2 separate regions of the Danio rerio genome follow, and region 1 is linked to region 2. Evidence: chromatin contacts called from public Micro-C data. All regions are on one chromosome and are shown on one strand. The core of a region is the stretch at or near the end of the contact, and the rest is flanking DNA. Distances in the headings are between cores, read along the strand shown.

Region 1 (5,139 bases), core at 1,014-3,513, 130 kb before region 2:
TAGTATTATATTGTTTTATGTTAAACATATTTGTTTGTCTGTTTTCTTGTCTGTCTTCCTATTCATCCATTTTATCTGTCTGTCTGTCTCTTTGCATTCTCATCTATCTGTCTGTCTGTCTATTTGCCTTCTCATCCATCTATCCATTTACACTTACATTTAGTCATTTAGCAGACGCTTTTATCCAAAGCGACTTACAAATGAGGACAAGGAAGCAACTTAAGCAACTGTAAGAGCAACAATGAATAAGTGCTATAGGCAAGTTTCAGGTCTGTAAAGTCTAAGAAGGAAAGTATTAGTAATTTTTTTTGGGTACAGTTAGTGTGATATCCAGAGAGGCAATTGCAGATTAGGAAGTGTAGTGGAGACTAAATAGTTGAGTTTTTAGTCGTTTCTTGAAAATAGCGAGTGACTCTGCCATTCTGATGTAGTTAGGGAGTTCATTCCACCAACTGGGCAGATTGAGCGTGAGCGAAAGTGATTTCTTCCCTCTTTGGGATGGAACCACGAGGCGACGTTCATTCACAGGACGCAAGTTTCTGGAGGGCACATAGATCTGCAGAAGTGAGAGCAGATAAGGAGCAAGGCCTGAAGTCGCTTTGTAGGCAAACATCAGAGCTTTGAATTTGATGCGAGCAGCAACTGGCAGCCAGTGCAAACGGACTAGCAGCGGAGTGACATGTGCTCGTTTAGGTTCATTGAAGACCACTCATGCTGCTGCGTTCTGGAGCAGCTGAAAGCATCTCGTCTATCTGTCTCTTTGCCCTTTCGTCTCAATGTCTCTCTGTCTGTCTGTTTGTCTGTCTCTTTTCCTTCTCATCCATCTATCTATCTATCTATCTATCTATCTATCTATCTATCTATCTATCTATCTATCTATCTATCTATCTATCTATTTCTCTGTCTATCTCTCTGTCTGTCATCCATCCATCCATCTATCTATCCATCCATCTTATCTGTCTGTCTCTTTGCCTTCTCATCTGTCTGTCTGTCTGTCTATTTGCTTTCTCTATCTGTCTGTCTTGCTGTCTGACTATCTGGCTGGCCGGCTGTCTATTTGCCTGCTCATCTGTCTATTTATCTGTCTGTCTATCTGACTATTTGCCTTCCCATCCATCCATCCATCTATCGTAAAAGCCCAACAAAAATATTCCTCAATGACGTCTGACACAGAAGAATGAAGAGGTTGTATTTATATTTGCTGTCTGCCCACCAGGTGGAACTGTTGTGCTGCCGATTTAATCTTTCATATCATTCAGATATGAGAATTTCTTAATAATCAGAATATTCATTTCTTAAAATAGATGCCATCTTTGATAAATCAGTGTAGCCTTTTGGTACTCGATGCTTCTCCAGGCATGCAATTTTATATAAGCAGCTCTCGTCAGATTATAATAATTGTTTGTACCTCCACCAAAGTGTTTTATTTTTCCTTTTCACCATATATTGCACAGCACAGTAAAAATATGGTTTTATTTTCAGAAATAAGTCAAAATTAAATGAGTTCTCTTTAAAACAAGCTAAATGATCTGCCAATGGGTAATTAAAACAAACTTATTTCTCACCATAATTATTTGAATTATTATTATTATTATAATTATTATAATTTTTTTATTATTAGTTGCATTACCATTATCATTCGAGTCCTGGCTGGACCAGTTGGTGTTTATGTGTGTATTTTGCATGTTCTCCCCGTGTTGGCGTGGGTTTCCTCTGGGTGCTCCAGTTTCCCCCTAAGTTTAAATGTATGCAATATGGGTACATTCGTTTAGCTGAATGTTTGTGCGTAGTGTGTGTGGGTTTTTCCCAATACTGGGTTGCATTTGCAAGGCCATCTGCTGCGTAAACGTATGCTGGAATAGTTGGCAGTTCATTCCACTGTGGCGACCTCTGAAATAGAGACTAAGCTGAAGGATAATGAATGAATGTTTGTCCTTTTTTTGAGGGCCTTAAACTGGCCTTATGAATCATAAAACCCTGTTCTAGTTACGAGAATATTATCACACTCTCATGTAGCCTACAAAAGAGAGAGAGAAAAAAAGGAAAAAATTACTTTGCTATTGCCAAAGAAAACAAACAAAACAAAAAGCTTTGAAATTGATTTCAAAATATCTTCACCAATTGGGAAAGCAAAGCGTGTTTTAGGAATTTTTTTTTCAGAGATGGAGATGTTTTGAGTGGAAGGTATTGAACCCTGAGTGCTTTGAGCCCTGCAAATCAGGCCCTTCTTCTCAAATGTGCTTTATCAGTTGGCAGCTTGACTAAGAGTAGATAACGCCTGCTTATGCAATGCTGTTTTGCTAATAGTGTAGATCTGTTTCTGCACACTTGTGTAACACTGGAGTAGAAAATGTTTGAGCTGTGCATCTGTTGGTCAGGGCTTTACCAATGTCTCTGTGTGTTTTTTTTTTTTTTGTTTGTTTTTTCAGATCCAGGTGTATGTGCTTGCATGTGCTTTATATGGCTATAGGATGTTTCATGTGGATTAAATATTGAATGACATAATTTGAAACATTTATTAATGTTAGGAGTATTTAATGATGTTTTATTGCATTAAAAAAAATCTAAAAGTCTAATAACTCAGAGGAAAGGCAGAATTGTGAAAGCCTTTGAGGGTTTAAGGATCTGGATTTTAAGGGGGGAAAAAATCTGAATTGTGAGATAAACTAAGAAGTTGATTTTGAACAAGTTGCAATTCTCAAGGGGGGAAAGTTCTTTTTTTCTTGGTTGAGTAAAAAATAGTCAACATTTTAAGAGTATTTTTTTTTATCCTGTGGCAGAAAGTAATTTAGTAATTTTTAAAAAGTTTACATTTTCAGGTAAAAAAGTACTTTTTTTCTCAATTGTGAAAAAAATCTGAATATCAAGAGTAATTAGCTTTATTTGTCCTCTTTTAAAGCACATGTGTCAAAGTCAGTTCCCGGAGAGCTACAGCTCTGCACCATTTAGTTCCAACCCTAATTAAACACACCTAATCAAACTTTTTGAGTGCTTTAGGAGAATACCAACCGGAATTGTGTTTGACACCCCTCTTTTAAAGCCTTACATCAGGGATGTCCAAACTTGGTCCTGGAGGACCGGTGTCCTGCAAAGTTTAGCTTCAACTTACTACTTCAACACACCTGACTAGCCCTTCAGGACCGAGTTTGGACACCCCTGCCTTACATTTTCAACTGGAGATGTGCATGATACTATTTTTTTTTTTAAGAAAAATACACTACATACAAAACTTTGGGGTCAGTACGATTTTAAATGTTTTAAAATAAGCTTCTCCTGCTCACCAAGACTGCACTTATTTCATCAAAAACTAGAACAAATTGTAAAATTGTGAAATGTTATTACGCTATAAAATAACTGTTTATCATTTGATTTAATCATTTATTCCAGTGATTTTAAAGATGAATTTTCAGCTTCATTACTCCAGTCTTCAGAGTCACATGATTCTTCAGAAATCATCCTTACATTAGTTGTTATTATTATTATTATTAATATTATTAATAATAATGGTAATAGTAATAAAAGCAATAATGACTGGAATAATCATTTAATTTGAAACTACATACAGTAAGAAAGTAGTGTTGGAGCCATTTCTGTCTTTTATTGTTATTATGTTTGGATTAAATAGGTTGATTGGATGAAATGATTACTATTAAGTTTACATTTGATAATTATTGTATTCATGTTGGAGTATTTGCTTTATTGTTTTTCATTTTGTAAATGAAGACTTTTTATTCTGTCGATGCAAATTGGGATTTGAAGCAGCCAGGTAGTAGGTGGGGTAGTAAGGGAAGAGGAAACAATTTTCAGACCATGAGTTTGTATGTAGTGACGGGTGCTACTGAGAAACAATGGACCTATTTTACTGATTTGACGGCACAAGATGTGATAAAAAAAAAAAAAAACAATGAAAAAAGCTTTCATAACAGACCCGCGCTTCACTATTTACCTTTATCAAGATAACGGCTTAAATTAAAAAATGTCGCTACAAGTAGTTATTAAAATTGTAAAAAATATTTAACAATTTAAAAAAATATTTTGAACATTTAATAAATGGCACCTTGATGAACAGAATAATTTTCTCAAAAAAAAAAAAGTTTAGTTCCAACCCTTATTAAACACACCTGACCAAACTAATTGAGTCCTTCAGGCTTGTTTGAAACCTACAGGTAAAGCTGCGGTCACACCAGAGTTTGAGTTTGTGAAATTCTGTCATACAGCTCTGCGAAAAGGGGCGTGAATAAACAAGATGATTAGACATTTAAAAAGCAAGCGATTGCTCCATATTTTATTTTTTGTTCAGAGAGGTCATGTTTTGATCCTCGATTGGTCTCACGCAGTGTAGTGATGCGATTTCGCAGGTCAGAGTTCACCAAGCTCGAACTTTGCACCGCAGCAACCTGTGAAACTTGACGCATGACCCTGCGTTTCCGGTCTGACACATTCGCGTGCATATGAATGGAAGTCTATGGGAGGAAAAGCCCATGACCGCAGATTTAGTGTGTTGGAGCATGGTTGGAACTAAACTGTGCAAGGCTGCGGCCCACCAGCAATTGAGTTTGGCATCCCTGGTAAATATATTTATAAAAAAACGCAACATTTTCTTAAAAGATTCTAATTTAATTTAAAGACATTTTGTGTGAACATTGACTAATGAATCATCTGCAAACTGACTTTGACTGTCAAACGTTTTGACTCCCAAAGACACCCCCACCTTTCATAATCAAATCAGTTTTAGATTCCCGATCAATTATTATGATTTTTTTTATTTATTTATTTATTTTTTTTTTTGCTATGATACTATTCCAATTGTTGGTATCAATTATTAATGATATCTCGAAATCTTAAAAAATAAAAAATTACTTTTGTTCAACAAGACACTTTAAATTAAACACATTAGTCACATAAAGAAGTCACAAAAAGATGTTATGTTTTACAAAACTTCAGCTTTGACATTACTAAAACACATCCCAGTTCTAAGGTTTCATAATATTACAGTTATTAGAACTACGATTATAATAATATTTTGCAATATTACGGTTATTAGAATCACAACACTAGTAATATTCCACAATGTTACAGTTTACACCGTATATTTGAGCAGACAGTAGATATGAAGTCTTGGCAAGCAAAAGAGAACAT
Region 2 (5,508 bases), core at 2,251-4,750:
AAAGCGCTATACAAATAAAGCTGAATTGAATTGAATTGAATTGAAAATGTCTCTTGGACATGACGACAACCAGGGATGGGCGGTATTTATGATACATGTATTTCAAATACGTATTTTAAATACAAAATAGTCATTGTATTTGATAGGACTTATAAAAATGGCTTAATATTTTCTATCAAAATATCTTAGTATTTTGTAATTTAGTATTTTTAAAAATTTAGTAAAATACTTTGTAAGAATTCTACATCAATACATTGCTTAAATGCATCCTCTGATTGCTGCTTTGGATGTTATTGACTTCCATTTAAAGATGTATTGAAAAACATCTTAGGAGAAAGAGTATACTGTACAAATAATGGTAGTTTTGGATGGATTCCTGATGCCAAATGTTTGTCGTTAAAACAAACAACATAAAAATAAGTCCTACCATGGCGATTCCTACAACGCTTAATTGGCTGTTTTAAATGCCAGTTGTTGATCAGTAGGTCCATTGTATAGTTAATAAAGAGGAAAGATGGAAGCCTTAAGATGTGAAACACAAATATTTATTTATTAAAAACTTCTAATACAGTTTTTACATTGAGTTCTGAAGAGCTAAATAGCAAAAAAGAAAGATTTCAGAAAAACTCTGTGGTAACACTTTATTTTGATGGTCCATTTGAGTATTAGTAGACTGTCTTCTTAATATCTGTTGATACTGACATTTAACAGTCCTTCAACAGACATTTAACTGACTATAAGAAACTTTGCAAGTACATGTAAACTTACACTAACCCCAACCCCAACCTAACAGTCTACTTATAATCTGCTGAAAATGAGTTGGCATGTAGCTGCAATGTAACTTAAACTCAACAAACGGACCATCAAAATAAAGTGTGACCAGTTTGGTTAACAAAAAATGTCAATTTACTCTTTATTTAACACCCTTTTAAAATATTAAGAGGTTGAATAGTCATTTTACAGAGATGATGGCAGTTTTACTGGCCACATTTACTATCAAATATTGTTTGCTTCAATAAGCCAATTTAATGGTGAAGGGATTGATAGATGGAAGATTTGCAAAGAAATGTCATGCTCCTTTGTAAAAGTATTTTGTAGAATTTTTAATATACAAAATACTGTGTTTTATTTTGATACACATTGTGGCTGCTGTATTTATAGTTAATTTTGATTAATCTACAATTAATGTATTTAGTATTTTATTTTAAAATACATTTCAATGTATTTTTTCCCAACCCTGACGACAACACATTACTAATGCAAGTCAAGCAGCTCTAACCACATTTGACAGTAGTTGTTATTAATTCATTTATTCATTTTCTTAGTCCCTTTATTAATCTGGGGTCGCCACAGTGGAATAAACTGGCAACTTATCCCATATATGTATTACGCAGCGAATACCCTTCCTGCTTCAACCCATCACTGGGAAACACAGTAATCATTATAATATACATTAATCAAATAAAGAAATAAAAAACAAAGTTGAAGCATTTGAGGGAGTTTAGCAACAGTGCTTATTGATATAGAGAAGAACTCCTTTTAAAATGGACGTTTCTGTAGCTCCAGATCTTCCTCAATGCACATTTCATGTGGACTAAAGAAAGTTGACAATTAAAACGCAAAATAGGACCTCTTTAAATGTTGGTTTATGTAAATATTTAGTTTCATTTTGCATATTCTTGCACCAAAATGTTATTTTTGTGGATCCCAGAGTAAAACTAAACATGCATATCCAAAGTGATGTTAACTGAGACAAAAGAATATGTACAACAAATTTGTTTCCAATGTCACATCTCCTCCTACAGGACAAACCTGGTACTCAAGCAGCTCCAGATCCCTGCCTGCTTTCCCCATCCCAGCGCTTTCCTCCCTGCGAGCCTTTCCCTCCAGCTCCAGTGACTCCATGGACAGTGGACCGCATGTTTAGCCACCTTCCTTTGCACTCCCAAGATCAAGCCCGCATGCCCTATCACATGATTCCCATTGGGGGCATCCAAATGGTGCAGCTCCGACCCCCATCACGGCCCAAACTGGAACGACAGTCGTCGTCCACCCCTTCACCCACCTCTCCCAAAGAAGACTCCCCTTTTTCTCTCGCCAGAAGGGATTATCCATGGATCTCATCTTCGGAAAGCAGTCCGCAAAGAACTAAAATCCAAGATGAGGGAGCCAGTCAGTCTGACCGGTTTAGTCCCAGTACAAGCTCGGCCGTACCTAAACTCCTCTCTTTAAAGCAAGGTATAGGGGAGCAACGGACTGCCAAGGTCAGAAAGCAATATAGCGACTCGAGCTCCACCACAAAGACTCGCACTTTTGGTCCCGAAGCATCAAGGAAAACTGCAGCAGACAGCGATGAAGGAGCCCAGAGGATCTCGCAGGGGGAAGAAGCGAGTTCCTCAGGTGAAAGCAGACTGCTACGTGGGACAGAAAAGCCTGTAGCGGCGCCACTCAGGGGACGTGGCTCTTCTGCAGAAGGATCTGACGCTGATCCAGATAGCACTTAAAAACCTCTGTGCACAATGGTGAAATGCTTTCTACTGCTAATACTACTATTGTTTTGTTTTTGTAATGCGCTTATTTTTTATATACACAATTTTCAATACTCTTGGTAACTTGGTAAATGTTTGTTCTGCAATATTCAAGATTGTAATATGATGCACTTTTTTTTTTCTTGGAAAAATATTTCTGTAAATCGATTACGTCTGTCCCTCCTATAATCTTTATTGACATTGCAATCTTAATATATCTATTTGAATATGTATATGTAAAAACAAACCGAAAACCTTGTACTTGTAAAACATTAAGTATGGATATGTTTCTAAATGACCAAGATGAAAACTTCAATTGAGTAATTCCAATATTTCGTCTCTTGTCCAGTATTGCGCAAATTCTAGTGATGTGTGCCTTTTCTGTCCAGATTTACTGCTTGAAGTGTCAAAGATAAAAAGGCTGTGAATTCTTTTCATGAATATAGATTTTTATTTGAGCTGGTGTTTGAAGAAGCGGTAAGGTTTTCTTTGTACGTTAGGGTAAACGAGACAGGCATTGTGCTGTTTAATAGACAAGAGACGAAGGTTTAGGTGATGAGCCTTGCAGGGAAATTGCACTGAAGTCATATTTTTTATAATACATAAGATGAAAATGATTAGATAAGTGTCTCTGTACAGATAGAAAGTCTATGGTCCATATTTATTGCCATGTGAAAATATGAAAATGTTTTGTTTACTTTGGTTTTTCAAAGGGATTTCTATTGTCGTTTTTATTATTATTCTTTACACTTTCTGTTTATAGTTGCGTTTCTTTTTTTAGTTGTGACCTTAAGACTTGAAATGAAGAAACTGGACAGGCTTACAGTGAACTCCAAAATTTGTCACAGACATTTTGCATTTCTGAACCAATAAAGGTACACCAGGAATTACTAAAACTGCTTGTGGTGGTGTGCTGTGATTGATGACCAGCAGATGGTGCAGTGTGTTCATTCATGCCTCTTTGATTCCAGTTTTCTAGCTCTCCCACAGGGACCCGAGCAGGTGGACTGATGTGAGCTGTGTGGGAGGCATTCATGGCCTGTGCAAAACAGCTTTTATAGTTTCCGGGAGAAAAAGATTGCAGCATAGAGTCAATTATCTGGGCTTCCGCAAGAATTTCTGTTCCCCTGTGAAAAAACAAAACAAAACATGTGAGTCTAAGACGTGGCAGATCATCTGTTCGCTTCCGAAAGCCAGTTTGTCCATAGCTGTTTCGTAAGTGTCTTTTTTTAGTTCAATCTTCTTGGAACATTTCATTATTCATATGGAGTTTCTCAGCTGGTTCTCTCATTTCATTAAACGCTTTATCTCAAAAGATTCAGGAACAAATTTTACTACCGACACAAACGTAGGTTAAAAGACATGTTATTCATAATGAATTTAGTGCAGATCATCTTATATTAGATTATAACCTTTAATCAATTACCCATATAGACTAGTACTATACATGCACTAGGGATTCCCAAACTTTTCAGCCAACGAGCCCCAAAGTTACAGTGCTAGTCACTTGCGACCCTTAATATCCTCTAAGTCTATAAACCTTGCACACATTAGTCTATTCATTAGGGATGTCCCGATCAGGTTTATTTGCCCTTGAGTCTGAGTCATTTAAATTTGAGTATTTACTGATACTGAAACCCGATCCGATGCTTTTATAATACATTCAAAAAAATGTCTTTCAAAAAAAGAGTAGGGGTATATCATGGCCTCCTTATTGTCTCTATACCATCATTAGCTTCATCAATCCTCCTCTCCACCAATCAGCTGGTGTGTGGTGTGAGGTCTGGCATAATATGACTGCCGATGCGTCATCCATGTGGATGCCTTACACTGGTGGTGGATAAGGAGATTCCCCCCATTGTGTAAAGCACTTTGAGTGTTTAGAAAAGTGCTGTATAAATGTAAGGAATTAATATTATCACAGTAAACATAAGAAATCCAGGGTTTTCTACAAAGGTGAATGACAGCTCACTCATTGTGATTACTTGTGCTATGTTGGCTGTGATGTACTATGCTTTTGTAACCCCGCCGGTCTTACACCATCCAACCCACTTCGAGCTGGGATCGAGCCGGCGACTTTCCGCATGGGAGTCGGTTGCTCTACAGAGGAGGCTAAAGACCATGGCCTCTAGCATCTTTTCGCTAGAGCACCTTTAGAGGTCAGAGGAGTGAGGTATACCTGCACAGCACTCACTAGCTGGCCTCCGTTACACTCACCCCCCTAAACCTTACTCCCATCCGGGTCATGGCACCAATGTAACCCCACCGGTCCTATGCCACCCAACCCGCTCCGAGCTGGTATCGAACCGGCAACCTTCCGCATGGGAGTCGGTTGCTCTACCAAAGAGGTTAAAAACCCTGGCCTCTAGCGTCTGTCGCTAGAGCACCTTTAGAGGTCAGAGGAGTAAGGTTTACACTTTTGCGCTGTCACAGGGCATTTTTCTCTTCTCCTCAAACTCTCCTGCATTGATTGGGTTGTAGGGATGTAACGGTATTGTACCGTCATACCGCAATATTATTTTTTTCCGATATTACCGAAGTCGCATGACTCGGTAAAACTATAGGTCTTCTGAGAAAATTTGCTCAGGCGAATGAAGCGAACGGGAGGTAGCGAAAACTACAATTGCCATCAGCCCATGCTTGACCATCATCCCTTGCGGTCTGTTGTCGCTACAGATCCAGTAATGCGGAAATGGAGTGTGCTGCTAGAAGCGGGGATGAAAAGAGCTGGAAAACTCTAAAGCAGGTCGCACACCAGAAGCGGCGCTCGGCGGCGCGCCGCACAGCGCCACGCAGCGCCATGTATTTTAGAATTCTAAACATAGGTTTCTATCAGGATACACACACCGGCGCCGCAAGTCGGCGGCGCCCGGCGACGGCTCAGGACGCAGTTCATTTTTCAGCCGCGCCACAGAGCGCCATCTGATTAGTTTCATGTTAAATATCATTCGAATGAGCGCGTCTGGTGTGTGATACTTAT

The links. Hi-C and Micro-C count contacts between places; a contact is called where the count stands out from the background.
Region 1: a Micro-C map of caudal fin shows a contact between it and region 2, with 3 times the contacts expected there. The contact joins two enhancer-like sites. A contact is called at or near these places in 2 of 18 Hi-C or Micro-C datasets (caudal fin and an unstated tissue) and 1 of 4 datasets of contacts at active chromatin or transcription factors (caudal fin).

Annotation. Positions count from the first base shown.
Region 1 is chr16:37,679,340-37,684,478 of GRCz12tu, reverse strand. No RefSeq gene overlaps it. Among named protein-coding and RNA genes, the nearest start is that of hivep3b, 25 kb to the right of the region's middle. Within about 2 kb of position 2,263, at least 14 of the 62 cell types and tissues checked have an H3K27ac peak or open chromatin away from gene starts, as enhancers often do.
Region 2 is chr16:37,550,328-37,555,835 of GRCz12tu, reverse strand. hivep3b (HIVEP zinc finger 3b) reads left to right here. Exons shown (of 8, transcript XR_012392246.1): 8 at 1,806-3,424. It overlaps LOC137487931 (a long non-coding RNA gene), which reads right to left. Exons shown (of 3, transcript XR_011006752.2): 3 at 527-3,655. Among named protein-coding and RNA genes, the nearest start is that of phactr4b, 37 kb to the right of the region's middle. Within about 2 kb of position 3,500, at least 5 of the 62 cell types and tissues checked have an H3K27ac peak or open chromatin away from gene starts, as enhancers often do.